Linked DNA regions of Pan troglodytes: region 1 is linked to region 2. A link is a contact called in public Hi-C data. All regions are on one chromosome and are shown on one strand. The core of a region is the stretch at or near the end of the contact, and the rest is flanking DNA. Distances in the headings are between cores, read along the strand shown. Region 1 has its middle 170 kb from the start of SP4. Region 2 overlaps SP8 (Sp8 transcription factor).

The links. A called contact is a pair of places that touch in the nucleus more often than the background predicts.
Region 1: a contact with region 2 is called in a Hi-C map of induced pluripotent stem cells, with 6 times the contacts expected there. The contact joins two enhancer-like sites. A contact is called at or near these places in 3 of 7 Hi-C or Micro-C datasets (induced pluripotent stem cells and stem cell-derived neural progenitor cells), 1 of 1 datasets of contacts at active chromatin or transcription factors (stem cell-derived excitatory neurons) and 1 of 1 other capture datasets (stem cell-derived neural stem cells).

What each region holds. Positions count from the first base shown.
Region 1 is chr6:27,080,808-27,087,846 of NHGRI_mPanTro3-v2.0_pri, reverse strand. No RefSeq gene overlaps it. Among named protein-coding and RNA genes, the nearest start is that of SP4, 170 kb to the left of the region's middle. Within about 2 kb of position 1,411, at least 3 of the 24 cell types and tissues checked have an H3K27ac peak or open chromatin away from gene starts, as enhancers often do. A contact at or near this core is called in induced pluripotent stem cells, where this site is marked.
Region 2 is chr6:26,589,967-26,597,675 of NHGRI_mPanTro3-v2.0_pri, reverse strand. SP8 (Sp8 transcription factor) reads left to right here. Exons shown (of 3, transcript XM_024357761.3): 3 at 1-1,510. Among named protein-coding and RNA genes, the nearest start is that of SP8, 7.9 kb to the left of the region's middle. Within about 2 kb of position 5,100, at least 3 of the 24 cell types and tissues checked have an H3K27ac peak or open chromatin away from gene starts, as enhancers often do. A contact at or near this core is called in induced pluripotent stem cells, where this site is marked.

The DNA of each region.
Region 1 (7,039 bases), core at 162-2,661, 490 kb before region 2:
ATATTAGTCAACATTGAGTGTAGAATTTTAAGCTACTCTTTAAAGCAACCAAAATAGGTTTGAAATATATTTTAATATAACTTGAATGTGTCCAATTAAATTAAAACCCTTTTATAAGTAGTACACAGTTTAATTTTCTATAACACGTAGAAAATTTATAATAAACTGCAATGTGCAGGTACTACAGGAAGTTTTCACTCCTACTCTTTTATTTAAGCTTAAGTAATAACTCAAATTCATGCTTTTTAATATTATGCTTATTCGATTAGTTTTCAATTTCTGTCACAATTTTTTTCCCTGTATGTTACAATACATCACAGTTGATTAATGCAGAAAGCTCTGACAGATATTTTAGTGGGTTGATTTGTACCTCTTAATGTTTGAAATTTATATATTTGGTTGACAGCCTGGCTAAGGCAATAAAATACTGAGAAGTAAAAATACAAGCTCATTCTTAGTTAACATATGTTTTCTGTATCAGCATCATAAAATTCCACATTTGCAAATTTTGTTCATATGCTGAAGTTTTATAGAAAGTAACAAATTGTTGTCATATGGATTTCTCTGAGTTAAAAAGTGACACTGTAAAGACCTAGTTTTCTGCACAGCAGTATACAAATTTGGCTAAACAGTTTTCTTACAATTATGTAAAAATAACAAACTAGGCTTAGAGGGAAACAGACTGAAAGGAAATGTACCAAAATGTGTTTCCTTTCCCTCATGTCTCAGCCTAGGGGTACTATCCTCCCGGCAGTCTCTGTTGACGCTCTAACTGGATTGGGCGCCCCTCCTATGTGCTTCTGGCCCCTTCTTCCTCTGTCACACTGTGCTAGTGGTGCATGGCAGGTCATCTCCCCCAGGTACTGTCAGTTCTAGGAGTGAAGGGACTGCTTTGTGCATGTCCTCATCATCTGTCTATTGCTCAGATAATATCTGCATGGGGAATAGATTCATGAATGAATGAATGTGTGGATGTTTGGGTGTTACACTATGGACATTCACAAAACATTAATAGCTCAAAATTTGTGTTTCTATTTTCCAAATTCCCTTTAACATACACATTTTACAATGTTTGGTTTTCATGTGAACGAGAACGTCAAAGGCAAGCATCAGAATAGCAGAATATGTTGAAAAGAGACTTGTTTTTTTCTTTCTGAGATGCCATTTTTATCCCAGTACCACCAGCCATGAGGGTGGTATATTGAGTATTTCCTGCTTTCTGCTCTGGTGGGACCACACTGCCTGGCCCTCTTGTGGTGGGGTAGGATAAGGCCATGTTACTTGTTCTTACAAGAGAGATGCAGGAGGTAATAATAGCACATGTCACTTCCAGGTCAAAGTATTGCTGGTGTGAGCCCCTCCAGAGTTTACTTCCCCTTAGCCACAGTGACCAGAATATTCCAGATATTGCTGTCAGCCAGGTCTCAGCGTGAGAACCACATGAATGAGAGTTCCCTGTCAAATGGAGATGGATGTGTTCTGTGAGCGAGCAGTTAACCTTTGTAATGTAAAGTCACTGAGATCTGGGGAGTGCCTGTTACTGAATGATAAGTTAGCTTTTCCCAGTTGGTACTGTGTGGCAAATTTTCTTCCTTATGCCTTATTCAGAGATAGTCGCTGAGTTCTACAAACTAGTAAACTAAGCACAGAAAAATTAACTCTCTCTCTAAAGATGGAATACAATAGAAATGCTGAAAGATTAAAAAAGGAAGTACTTCTGCTTTGCAACCCCAGTACCAAGTTGGAATGCCTTGTAGGCTTATGTCCTGAGGCTTTCATTTTTCTTTCCCTCCGAGCCAGTTAGACCAACGATCTTACCTAATTGGTTAGTAATTACATGCAGTTCTTGACTGTGACATTTGGGGTCTTTTGAACATTTTCTATTTAAGTCCAGTGGTTGCAATATCGGAAAAAACAAAAAACAAAAACAGAATGTGGCCAATCATATTACCTCAGGGTTTGTTTTTTTTTTTTAGCCCTAAATGTCAGTAGCTAGATTGATACATATCACTTTCTGAAGTACAGGCTGTAAATCTAGGAGTTATAAATGTCAGTTTTGATGTGTGTTTTAGTGGCTTCAAACATCCCCAGTGGAGGAAACAAGCAGGCTGTTACTATGGAAGTTCCTTGTATTACACAGGGACCTACCAGGACTGGCAGTAATTGGTAACACTTGGAAAATCTATGGGGAAAGCAGTTCCCAGATCACTGAAAAAATCCTGGGCTTAAAATCAGAAGATCTGGGTCTGAGGATCAGCTATTTCATTCTGTGTGTTACGCTACTGTATGAGCAACTTTGAGAGCTTGGGGAAATCTCTTTACCTACACCTCAGCTGCCTCATCTGTTAAATAGCAGGCAAAAGGCGTTCTCATGAAAAGTGCATGAGATGATGTGAAAACTCAGAACTACCTAGGCTCAAAGGAATTAACTTCACTCCTAAGGTTGGGTCCATGGATCATGTACCTGATCAGGAATGATAGCAGATGTAGATGCTACAGATAGACCTCTTGGCTAAATCATGACTAAAAAATCCCAAAGGGTGAATATCAAACAGGGGCCATTTTTCATTTTTGGTGTTGGTTCAGGGATCTCTCTCAAAAATAAATGGCGGCCAGACATAATGGCTGACGCCTGTAATCTCAGCATTTTGGGAGGCCAAGGTGGGAGGATTGCTTGAGCCTAGGAGTTTGAGACCAGCTTGGGCAACACAGAGAAACCTCATCTCTATTTCAAAAAAAAAAAAAAAAATTAGGTAGGCGTGGTGGCATACACCTGTAGTCTCAGCTATCTGGGAGGCTGAGGTAGGAGCATCACCTGAGCCCAGGGAGGTTGAGGCTGCAGTGAGCCATGATCTTGCCACTGCACTCCAGCCTGGGGGACAGAGTAAGACCTTGTATCAAAATAAAATAAAATAAAAGGAAAGGAAACTGTCCATCACATAAGTGGCTTACACATCGGTATATGTGGCCATGCCTCAGCCCATGTGCTCTAGTGATTTCTGCCACTCTGGGCAATAAGGGCAAATTTGCATCCATGCCTTTGGTCTTTGAGGGGGAATGGCTCACAGTCTTCCTGGTTTGGGAACCTGCAGATAATAAGGAGGCCTGCCCACCACAGAAGCATTTGCACAGTGTGAATGCCTGGAAGCATGGTGCTAATGTTTTAGCCAATTCCTCTGGCTCTTCCTGACCATTCCATGCTTGGAATCTCATCAGTCAGCTCTCATCTCAAATTCTGACATTCACTAAGTTGGGCCAACTAAGAGGGGTGCTTAAATTTGAAGCAGAAATCATTTTGAGGAATAAATTTGGAATTAGCATCTTGGTACAGGCTCCAATTAAACAGTCCCTGAGCACAAGTGATGGAGCATGAGTCTAGAGTATGTTTTTCAAATCTTCATAATTTAGTATTTATAGGTATTCCTAGAGATTTTGTAGGAAAAAGAAGACTGACCAGAAAGGGGTTATAGTTTGCTTTGCCCTCTGTTAGACTTCCTTCTCTCAGGGCTTTATTTTATTGGGTTGCAAAAAATCTGTCCCAATAAATATTTGTTTGATCTTTTAAATTTGCTTTCCAAAAATTTCCATTCAAATATAACCAAGAAAAAGATTCATTTAGGGTTTTCTTCATATGTGTGTATCAAGATAAAGATAATATAACCTGGAATCCTCAAAGTTCTTAGACACAGAAGTCTAGCACTAAAATTTGAGTTTGTCTTTTTTTTTTTTTTTTTTTTTTTTTGAGACTGATTGTCGCTCTGTTGCCCAGGCTGGAGTGCAGTGGCACAATCTCAGCTCACTGCAGCCTCTGCTTCCCTGGTTCAAGCGATTCTTCTGCCTCAGCCTCCCAAGTAGCTAGGATTATAGGCCCCCACCACCACACCCAGCTAATTGTTGTATTTTTGGTAGAGACAGGGTTTCACCATGTTGGCTAGGCTGGTCTTAAACTCCTGACCTCAAGTGATCCACCCACCTTGGCCTCCCAAAGGAGTTTGTCTTTTATAGCAATGTAGGATCTGCTATTTTCTCTCCCTTTGACCTTGAGGTCCTCATTCAAGCAAGGGGGCATTTCTCTCTGACATTTATTAAGAATTTACTATTTGCCAGGTACATGCGTATCTATGCTATTTGAGACTACCAAATAGCTCTGTGAGGTAGATATTTTATCCTCATTTTACTGATAAGAAAAATGTGGCTTGGGTGGACTAAGTAATGCCTAAGGTCACTTGGTTGATACATAGCACAGTTTAGGTTTGGATTCTGGGCATGTCACTCCTGAGTTAATTGCTATGTCTCAGTGGCAGTGATAAGATAGGTTTAGGAGTCCTGAAAAGTGGATCTGGGTAAATTTTAGGAAAGCATGGAGAGGGAGAAGGGAGTTCTAAAAAGATAATGGGATCAGAAAAGTTGAAAATAGTTTGAGGTATATTTACATATGAGAGGACACAAGCAACTAGTTTGGATACCGGAGTTGTTCTTTCTGGAAATTGCTCTTTCCAGAAACATGGAACTACCCACCAATGAAGAAGGATGGTAAGTCCATACAGCAGAATCTAACATAGCCCTTAAAAAGCCAAGAGGTTAACATGTGGGGTCTGTGTGTTGGCCACTAGTTAATCTCTTTTCTCTTCTAAAAAAATGGGGGAAATAATAGTACCTACTTCATAGGGATGTTGTGGAAATTAATGGAACAACTCATGCAAAATGCATAGAAAGGTGCCTAGCACATAGTAAGCACTCAATAGATGTGAGCTGTTATTATCTACACATACTGACATGAAAAGATGTCCATGATATCTTTTATATCCATGTGAATAGAGGAGGCTGTGAAACAGCAGAAAGAGTGTGATTCCACTTTTGTAAGTATGTATATGTGTATAGGAAATATCTGGAAGCATACATATCTTAATGTTAGCAGTGTTAATCTCTGTGTTTATAAGATCATTCTTTTCTTTTTTAACTTTTATTTTAGGTTTGGGGGTACATGTGAAGGTTTTTTACATAGGTAAACTCGTGTCATGGGGGTTTGCTATACAGGTTATTTCGTCACTCAGGTATTAAGTGCAGTACCCAATAGTTATCTTTTCTGCTCCTCTCCTTCCTCCCCCTTTCCATTCTCAAGTAGACCCAACAACAGAGTCTTGAGTAGACTCAACAATAGTGTCTGTTGTTTCCTTCTTTGTGTTCATGAGTTCTCATCATTTAACTCCCACTTATATGTGAGAATATCTGGTATTTGATTTTCTGTTCCTGCACTAGTTTGCCAAGGATAATAGCCTCCAGCTCCATCCATGTTCCCACAAAAGACACGATCTTGTTCTTTTTTGTGGCTGCATAGTATTTCATGATGTATATGTACCACACTTTCTTTATCCAGTCTGTCCTTGGTGGGCATCTAGATTTATTCTATGTCTTTGCTAAGATCATTATTTTCTTATAAGTGTGAATAATTTTTATAATTAGGGAAACTTGGGTTCCAAAACCAATAAAACAAAAATAAATAAACAACACAAGGAAAAAAAATCTTTAGCTTCTTTCTTGGTTTCTTAATTCCAAGGCAAGTGAGAGAAGAGGAAAATGACAAGGTATAAGTCTCATTTCTGTTACCTTGACCAAGTTATTTAACATGGGTCTTATACCTCACAAGATTATTTTAAGAAATCTACCAAGTGAGTATCTGAAAGCACCTCAGCTCTCATAAATATTTCTGTTCACTCATGGCCTCTTTTAAAGACTTTAGGAGAAGGATTTTGTTTTCAGGGCTCAGAAATTTGACAACCAGAATTTTGCCAATAATAATAGTAATAACAACAATGACAAAACATTGTCCAAACCTCAATGACTCTTATTTATTTATTTTTTAGATGGAGTCTTGCTCTGTCACCCAGGCAGGAGTGCAGTGGCATGATCTTGGCTCACTGCAAGCTCCACTTCCCGGATTCATGCCATTTTCCTCCCTCAGCTTCCCGAGTAGCTGGGACTACAGGTGCCCGCCACCACGCCCGGCTATTTTTTTTTTTTTTTTTTTTTGTATCTTTAGTAGAGATGGACTCTTCTTTATTTTAAATAAAATAATACATTCAAGGATTTCAGTGTTCTTTTAATCCTCTTCTAAGTGGATGTTATTATCTCTGACTATTAAGGTGACTGGAGGCAACTTAGTGCCCAACACCCCTAGAGTTTACACAAGGAAACAAACCATGTATTCTCCAATCACCATTCATATGTTCCAGAATTTCTTCTGTGTCATTTGTATAATAATATTATTAAGCTCCATTAAAACCCACAGTAGACTCATTTTGGAATTAGTAGGAATATACAGACAGGTGAGCAAGAAAACAAAATCTCTCTTCTCTCTTTCTCTCTTAGCAGGAGCTTGTCCCAAAGTCTCCACTGATTAGAAAAAAAATTAATGCACCAAAACATCTCAAATCAAAATAAATCTTACTTTATAACCAAACATAAATATCACAATGAAAAGGTTGAGTGTGAGGGAGTACAGAAGGGCAATTGTTAGAATTGTTAGTCCTTTGGTGATTTTTTATCAAAATGGTTTGAAGCCTCAGGCTTCTCAATCTCAAGTCATAACTTTACTTTGTTCACCTCCTAGATGCAAGAAGTTATGTGATTTAAATAGATATTTTATTTAAAATTTAGCCATCATAATAAATTTATCTATTTCCAACACGTTAGACTAAAAGCTGACTGCCCTCTGGTGGGCTGTTTCTAAAATATTTAGCACCTCTTTAACTGGATTGTATCGTAAAATATTACACAGTGCCATGAGATTATTTTACAATTCAATTCATTTAAATAACAAAATTATCTAGGGAAGGGGAAAACTTTAAAAGGTTAAATATACTTTACGTTATATATACTTTATTAATGTATAAGCAAATTATACTTTGAGTTTAATTTCTAACTAAAAATTAGTTTTCCCTTTAAACAGAATTTATTTTAATTTCCAATTTCAATTAAAATGGTGGAAAAGAAGAAAATGTTTGAGACTTCATTTCATTTTTGAAATAAAACAAAATGA
Region 2 (7,709 bases), core at 3,851-6,350:
TATAACTCCGCCAGTGTAAGGGTGTGAGGTGCAGTTGTCCAGGAGACGATTTTGTATAGTATTTTTCTTGTACATTACTTCCAGTAAATATTTGAAAATATATTGAAGTAAACTTGATTTTTTTTTTTTTGTCACAAGAAAATATTAAGAGTTATTGTTGCAGTTCTGATGAGCTGCAGGTTTTTTGAACTCACTTCTGGAGGTGCAGAGCCACAAACGCACTTTCGGGGCCTAGTTTTGCTCGAATATGAATTTAGATAGGTATCAAGCTGTAACTAAGACAATATTTGATAAATGTTGGATGACATTTAATTTAATGGAGCATGTACTTATTTGCATTTGCTGGCAGTTCAGGCATAGTTAAAGTGAGAGTTCTCCTATATTTCATAATAAGTGGGTCTGCCAAAACCCATGTATTAAATAAATTGTCCAAGTGAAACTCGACTAACTTTGGCCTTTGTGTATTTCCTGAAGGTACTATTGTTAACTGTTAATAAATACTTCTGACACTACATTTAAATGTTTGCAGATTCTGCAAACTAATTGCTCATTGTAATGTTGAAATAATTTGGATATTTCACATTGAAATGAAAAGCCTTTCTCTGGAGCATTTTAGATTTGCATTTTAAATGCATGAAATGTAATTGATTTATTTGTAATATTTTAAATGGTATTAATAAACTCAGATAAAAGACTAGGCCAGTTAATTTGTATTTTTTCCCCTTTTTAAACTATGGACGTGCATTTTATCTTCAGTTAATTGTCTAATTTAAACAAAATATAACCTTGTTTGTGGTAATATTTAAATAATTACCTTTAAGATGTTAGATGGAAAGATCTATTTGGCAAAGCTGTGTTTTCTCTGTTTACCAAGATAAAGATTATAGTGTCTAAGGAATGTAATTGATTATTTACCAGTAGATTTAGCTCATAGCATCAGGATTTACTGACCTCTTAAAATTTGTACTAAGTCACAATTCAAAGAAATTTCACCATTCTCTTTCCTTCTCAGTCTCCAGGAGTCAGGTTGTTGGCCATTGATTGCATTTAGTATTTAAAAGGCCAAGCCTTACATTGGAAGATCAATACATCTAAAATAAAAACATGGGTTTGGGGATAACTTTTGTTGTTAGGAGGTGGAGGAGGTCAAGCTAACAAAAGCTTGTTTTTGGCATTCCAAGTCTTAGCTAAAGATTACGTAGAGGTAAATATCAGTAGTAGATTCCTGTTGAAATGAGTTATCTGTTCTTTTAAAGTCTCTAAACAGCCACCAAAGAAAAGGAAGGTTAAACCTTAATCTATTTACTAGGCTATTGTTCATAGGTGTCAATGATGCCAATAAAAAATACTGTCTTGTTATGTCTAAGTGCATTTAAGCAATGGGTGTTCCTTGAGCCATACTTTGAAACATAAAATACTCTAAGTGTTGATTGATGTTATATCACTATTTCACTATTAGATTAATATTATTATTTTGAATCAAATTGAATAAAAAGTTAGTGTGTTTGGATTCTTACAAGTTTAGCTTCTTTATTTCTGTTTGCAATCTCCCCACCCTAAGTATAGTCTTGGTATACATCTTGAACTGAAAAATTTTCCATTGAAATCTATATATGGTAATTATAATGCATAGAAGCAAGTGAAAATACAAAATGCTATGAGCACTGTAAATTGAGAGGAAAAAGCAATTAGGGATAAAAGATGTTTTAGAATAATATAGCTCGTGTCCAAGTAGGTGACACCTTTAATCCTGCTGTCTATGCAGGTATTTGAGGCCTCCAGTCTCTATGGTTTTAGACAAACAAGTTAACTCTGATTCTTTGGTATACTATAGTTCTAAATAATGGATTTTAAAAGTAAAATAGTTTCTTTCTGTCACTTTCTTCCTAGGAATAACAAGCAGAACACAGTTTAAGTGTTGTTTCTTTTTTATTGAAAGTTGCAATGCTGAGGGATTCGGAAAGAGCGGTTCTGAGGAGTTAAATGTAGTGGCAGGTAAGAGGAAAGCTGCTTGGTACATTTATAATATCAGTTGCATTACATGCAGAATCAACATTGATTTAAGAGGTGGGTTATGACAAGGAGAAATATTGTCTGGAAGAAGATTTCTTTGGGGTGATTGAAGGGGGACATTTTTTCTGCTGTACAGATGTGCAAACTTTCCCTTTCTTCCTTCTGGCTCCTCACCCTTCTAGCTTTGCTTGGTTTGTTTTGGTGGTTATGGAACAATATTTCTAGCTTAATTTTCTGCAGGGTGGGCAGGGTTCTTTTGGGAAAACAGAAGATGAGGTACCAAATTGTGATTTTTTTTTTTTTGTTCCTGCTTTGTCCCTGATAACGCACTTCCTGGCAGTAGCTGGAGGCTCACTCAAGTGAAGTCAAAGGCCAGGTCTCACTTTGAACCAAGGGACAAGCTTCCAGTCTGGCAGATCAAGATAGAGTTAAACTAGTTGTTGACCCAGAGGTCAGGCCAGCATATATCAGCCCACCCTCCAGAGTCTGGAAAGGGCTGCCAATCCAACCATTTCCATTTCCTACCGCATCTCTTCTACAAACTTGAATGTTTCTTCCCTATCCTGCTTTCTCCTTTTTTGGCTCCTTCCTTCCTCACCTTCTCTCTTTGTGGATGATCTCTTTCACTGAGAAATGTGTAACTGTGATTTGTTGAGGCTGGATTATCAACTGAAATATTTTATGTAAGAAACTTAATTTAAACCAATATGATGACTTCCTCTCAGAACAACTGATGCTGGAGAAAGCTCCTGAATGGGTTTGCCTTCCTTCCGCCCTGCTCCTACCGGAATCTTGGCATAACTTCTCAACTGGGCTTCCTTTGGTTAGAGAATACTGAAATTAAAATTTAAAGACAAGCAGGTGATGCGACTGGACTCCTAAGTAGGCAGATCGATAATTTTGCTATCATTTTCATCTTCATGGATCTTTTGGTGAGATTATTAAATGGAATGCTACAGAAGGCTTGTAGAGGAATTTTTTTAAAAATAAATATTGTAGAGGATTAGCTCAAAGGTCAGATGATCTTTTTGGCTGATAAATTAAGGCAGAAAAAGGAGGAAAAAAGTGTGCATGTGATTATTATCTGTTTGCCTAAGATGGTAAAGATAAATATTATCATGAAAGAATTTAAGAATTTTGCTCAGTGTTTTGTACAAACCAGCCTCAAAAAGGGATTGATTTGATGCAGGTATTTTGAATAAACTGTGGTTGTTCATTTTACTACTGATTTTTGCTGCTTCTGTCCAAACAGGCATTATTTCTCTTTACACTCCTAAGAAAAACCCAGATATTACCAACGTCTTTATCCTTCTCTCTCTTTTTAAAAGTATGGTTTCTGCAGTTGCTTCCTTCCTTCCTTTCTTCCTCCTTCTCTCCCTCCCAATCTCCCTCCTTTTTAAAAAATGGCGCAGAAGATCAATTCTGTGCCTGTATTTCAAGAAAATGGTGTTAAGGAATCGAAATATAGTAATGCTGTACCCATTTTAAAGTCAGGGCTTTGGTTTTGGGTGGCATCTTTTGAAGACTGCTCAATATAAATAGTTGATGTTATTTTAAAAATAAGATTCAGAATTTTCTCCCTGTTTATTCCCTGCTTCCGGATTAAAGGAAAGCCGCTAATTCCTTGCCATCCTGGACCCTAGCCGCTGCGGTTTAAGGGGATGCGCGTCAGTGGCCATGTCTTTAGATTCGCTGCTCTCCCTGTGAGCAGAAATGTTGATTTGCTACAGCGGCGGGGAGGGGGGATCTATTTTTCCCTAGTCCCTCGGCGCATGTTTAATTTAATTTAATTTTCTGCGGAGTCTCTTGGCGGTGAGGAAAGCAGCCTTATACATTTTGCTTTGGTTCCTGACGAACAGTGGGAGAGCTCTAGGGACAGCGGGGAGGGCTTGAGGTGACCTAGAACTCGGAATAAAGGCCCGCTACAAGCTGTCGCTTTTTCCTGGTATTCTAGTACCGTTTTTGAAAGTCCATCTACCGGAAATGTTGCTTTTTTTTTTTTTTTTTTTTTTTTTTTTGAGATGGAGTTTTGCTCTCGTCTAGGCTGGAGTGCAACAGCGCAATTTCGGCTCACTGCAACCTCCGCCTTCCGGGTTCAAGCGATTCTCCTGCCTCAGCCTCCCCTGTAGCTGGGATTACAGGCGCCCGCCACCACGCCCGGCTAATTGGTGCATTTTCAGTAGAGACCGGGTTTCACCATGTTGGCCTGGTCTCGAACTCCTGACTTCAGGTGATCCGCCAGCCTCGGCCTCTTAAAGTGCTGGGATTACCGGCGTGAGCCACTGCGCCCGGCCTGGGGCTGCCGCTTTTAAAAAGCCCATTCCTCAACTTTGCTTCTCAGGCACCAATTTCTTGTTGCGCGGGAGGAAACGCTGGCAGCGACCTCTGCTTCTCTCGCAGGGCGCTGAGCCGAGGTCTGGCCTGCCCAAAGTTCCCTTCGTTCTCTTTTCGAATGAATTCTGCGAGAGGTTTTGAGCCTGGGAGGATTTCCCAGCCTTTCTAAACGCTACCCTCCGCTTTCCTCTTCCCAGCTCCTCGAAGTGCCCAGTACATTGAGAAAGACCCCCGGGCCCTCCCGGGGAGGGTTCCGAACTGGCGATCCGCACGGTCCGCCCGCAGGTAGCAGCGAAGAGTGAGGTGGTGGTCTGGGGTCTCCCCGCGAGCCCTGGCCCCGGCCCCGGCCCGGGCCCGCCGCTCCCCTCGGGCTGCGGGCCGGAGCAGCCCAGCGCCGCGCCCACCGCACACAAAGGCGCCGCTGCCGCCTCCGCCCGCTGCACGGACAGCGAGCGCCACCCTGTGCCCTGCTCCCGTTCTGCAGCGCGCTCAGCGCGGGCAATGCCGGCCAGACCCGCGCCCGCCAGTCCCGGGCCTCTGACCTTGGGCAAACCCACGGTGGGAATCGACGCGGGGAGCCTCCCCCCGCCCCGCTCTCGCCTGTGGGCTCTCAAAAGACACTCGGGCCGGACAGGGTGAGGGATTCCCCTGCCTTCGCTTCCCTCCCTTGCTTGCTCTGTAGTTTTCCCGCACCAGCCCGCTGCCCTGCGCCATCCTAGCGCCTCGGAGCCCGGGGAATCTGTCCCATCCTGTCCTGGGGTGCCGCGCTTTGATCTTTCTGCCCGTGCCACCGGAGGCTGCTGCGGCGTGGACAGACTCAGATTCTTCTTCCTGAACTTGTTCAGATTTCTCTCTGTCCTGGCCCACGACTGCCTGCCTTTCTTCACCTCCTGTGCTCTTTTTTTGGCCAAACTGCTTTGTGTTCACTCGCACCCGCCTCCTCTCCCCAGCGACGTCAAAGTGCAGCGTCCTCCATAGGTGGCAAGATTTATTCTTGTCATTTTATCATGGGGTTGCCAGACTCGACGAGTGAAGGAACTTGCCTACCTTTCCCCACACTGTTATCATAAAGAAGGCGCAATTAAGTGTGACTGGCTGTGAAAACTCTTTGCCCTTTTTAGTTTCAGGATATCAAAAAAGTTTAGCTACCCTGGGGACTAACAGAAAAAGTGATGGATAGATAGGTGGATGGACACAGATGTAGAATCACTGAACCTGTTGAACAGAACTCTACTGCATTGCACCCAAAACCCAACAACCTCTCGTGGGCTTCCTTCCCAATGCTCTTCTCTCCCGACTCTGGGCCTCTGGGTCTTTGGGGACTGCTACCAACATTCTGAAGGTCCCTATTCTGGTGACATCTGAAAGGAGATCAAGATAGATCAACCCTTCGGAGAAGAGCGTCATGCTCCGCTTAAAGGTCTTTATTTGGAGAATGTACCTGCCTCTCCCCGGGCTGCCTGAGGAAAGGAGCTGGCTCCTGGTAAACCTTTCCCCAGCCCCACCCCCTGACTCTTTTAGGCGCCTCTAGGTCTTAGGCCTTCTGGTCTTGGAAGCTCATCGCACAGGTTCGGATCTGTGGGTTCCACTTTGTATTCTCGAGACATGCCAAGGATTAAACTTGGCTTTTATGGGTGGTTAGATACGCACTATGTACATGCATTTAAGGCATCCTGTGATGAGGCTGCAGCATAAATCTTCTCCCGCACTTATATTGAAAGAGCTCTCGGAGACGCACACCTGCGCGTGACAGGGCTCCAGTCATGTCCCCTCGTGGCTAAATCCACGGGCTCCACTGACCCCAATCCCCCACAGTGGGGAAGGAAGGAGGGTCGCCTATCTTCGCTTGCAAAGCCCCTGCAGCCGCCGGTAGAAGCAATCTGGCTTCCCGGAGCTCCAGGATATAATTGACACGTCCACCTCCGGAGCCGCCACCACTCTCCTCCCTCAAGCCAGCCGGCGATGTGAGCCCACATCCCCACCCCCTCTCTCCGGGGTCCGGAAAGCTGGGAAGCGCTGGAATGCCGCGTTCTCTCAACCTATTGTGCCTAGGTGTTGCAAACCACTGGAGGACAGAGCTTCGCGCTTTGATCTCATGTCCCAGTCATTCTTTAGCACAGAGGGGTGAGTTTAAATTAAATTTCTTTCTCTGCTGATAAGTCGTAATGGGCCTCAGAAGGTGAATAATTATGCAGTAACATTTCATGGGTTGTTGGAGTGGGAATTCCCACTGCGCTGTCATCAGGAACAGAATTTCCCTCGTACGCTCAATGCTAAATGAAGCTTTGCAAGTAAGCCACAAGTGTCTTTCAAATCTCGATGCAGATGATCTAGTCCTTCCCTACTCACCTTTCTTGCCCCTACAAATCTGTGTCGTCCTTTATTTTTTCATTCGTAGTTTAATAAGTGGTTTACGAATACTTTTAAAATCAGTGCTGAAGGATCTTATATTTGAGGTAAAAAAATACTTAGCTTTGATGATTATGCATTTCTATCAAGACAAAGCACACACTGATGAAAGCTGGGGACGCATTTTCCTGGGAAAAGGCAGATGAGCCACCTGAGATTTATGTCCAAATACCTGGATTTAGTCTGGCCAACTATCTTCACTTATTTTAGTGAAATAGTGCTTTTTGGTTTGATTCCTGAGGAGAGTCCGGACCCGAAGTTGCTGCAGGCATAAGATTTGATCATTAGTGTTCTGAAGGTATCTAGTTTGCAGTTGAGAAATTGACTTTCCATGCAAGAAGGTTAAAAGGAAAAATGCCTTGGCTGCTTCACTCAAAATAGCCACCTGCCTATTAGAAAATGTGGACTTAATTCTTGGAGATATCAATTTATATTTAATTTCCCTCCAAGCTAGATAAAAAAAACAGCATCAACAGTTTGGATATTGTAAATGGGTCATGACGTTTTGATACTCAAAGGAAAATCAGACCCTTAAAGAACTCTCTAAAATTGTAATTTAAAAGCACAATGGAACTCTTTATTGTTTTGTTTTTTAAAAAAAATCCTCTATACCCCCATTCACTTTAGTGCTTCATTGCATAGCATTTTCACTGTTTACTTTTTGTGCCTTTACATGTCTTCCTTTAAATGAATTGAGCTCCCTCAAGCTTTAAGATTTCTAAATCAACACACAGAAACTGGAGCCTGCTTATCAAGTTTTCACTCCTCTCTTGGCAACTAATTTGAAAGGGCTCAAACAATAAGTTGATTTACATTATGCTCATTTTACCCTGAAATCTGTGCGAATGTTGAAAAACCCTTAATCATTCATCTTGGGTTATCTTTACATCTTTGGGGGAACCAATCCTTCCAGCTTTAAGTTTTTTAGCTACTCCATTTTAAGCGCTGAAATA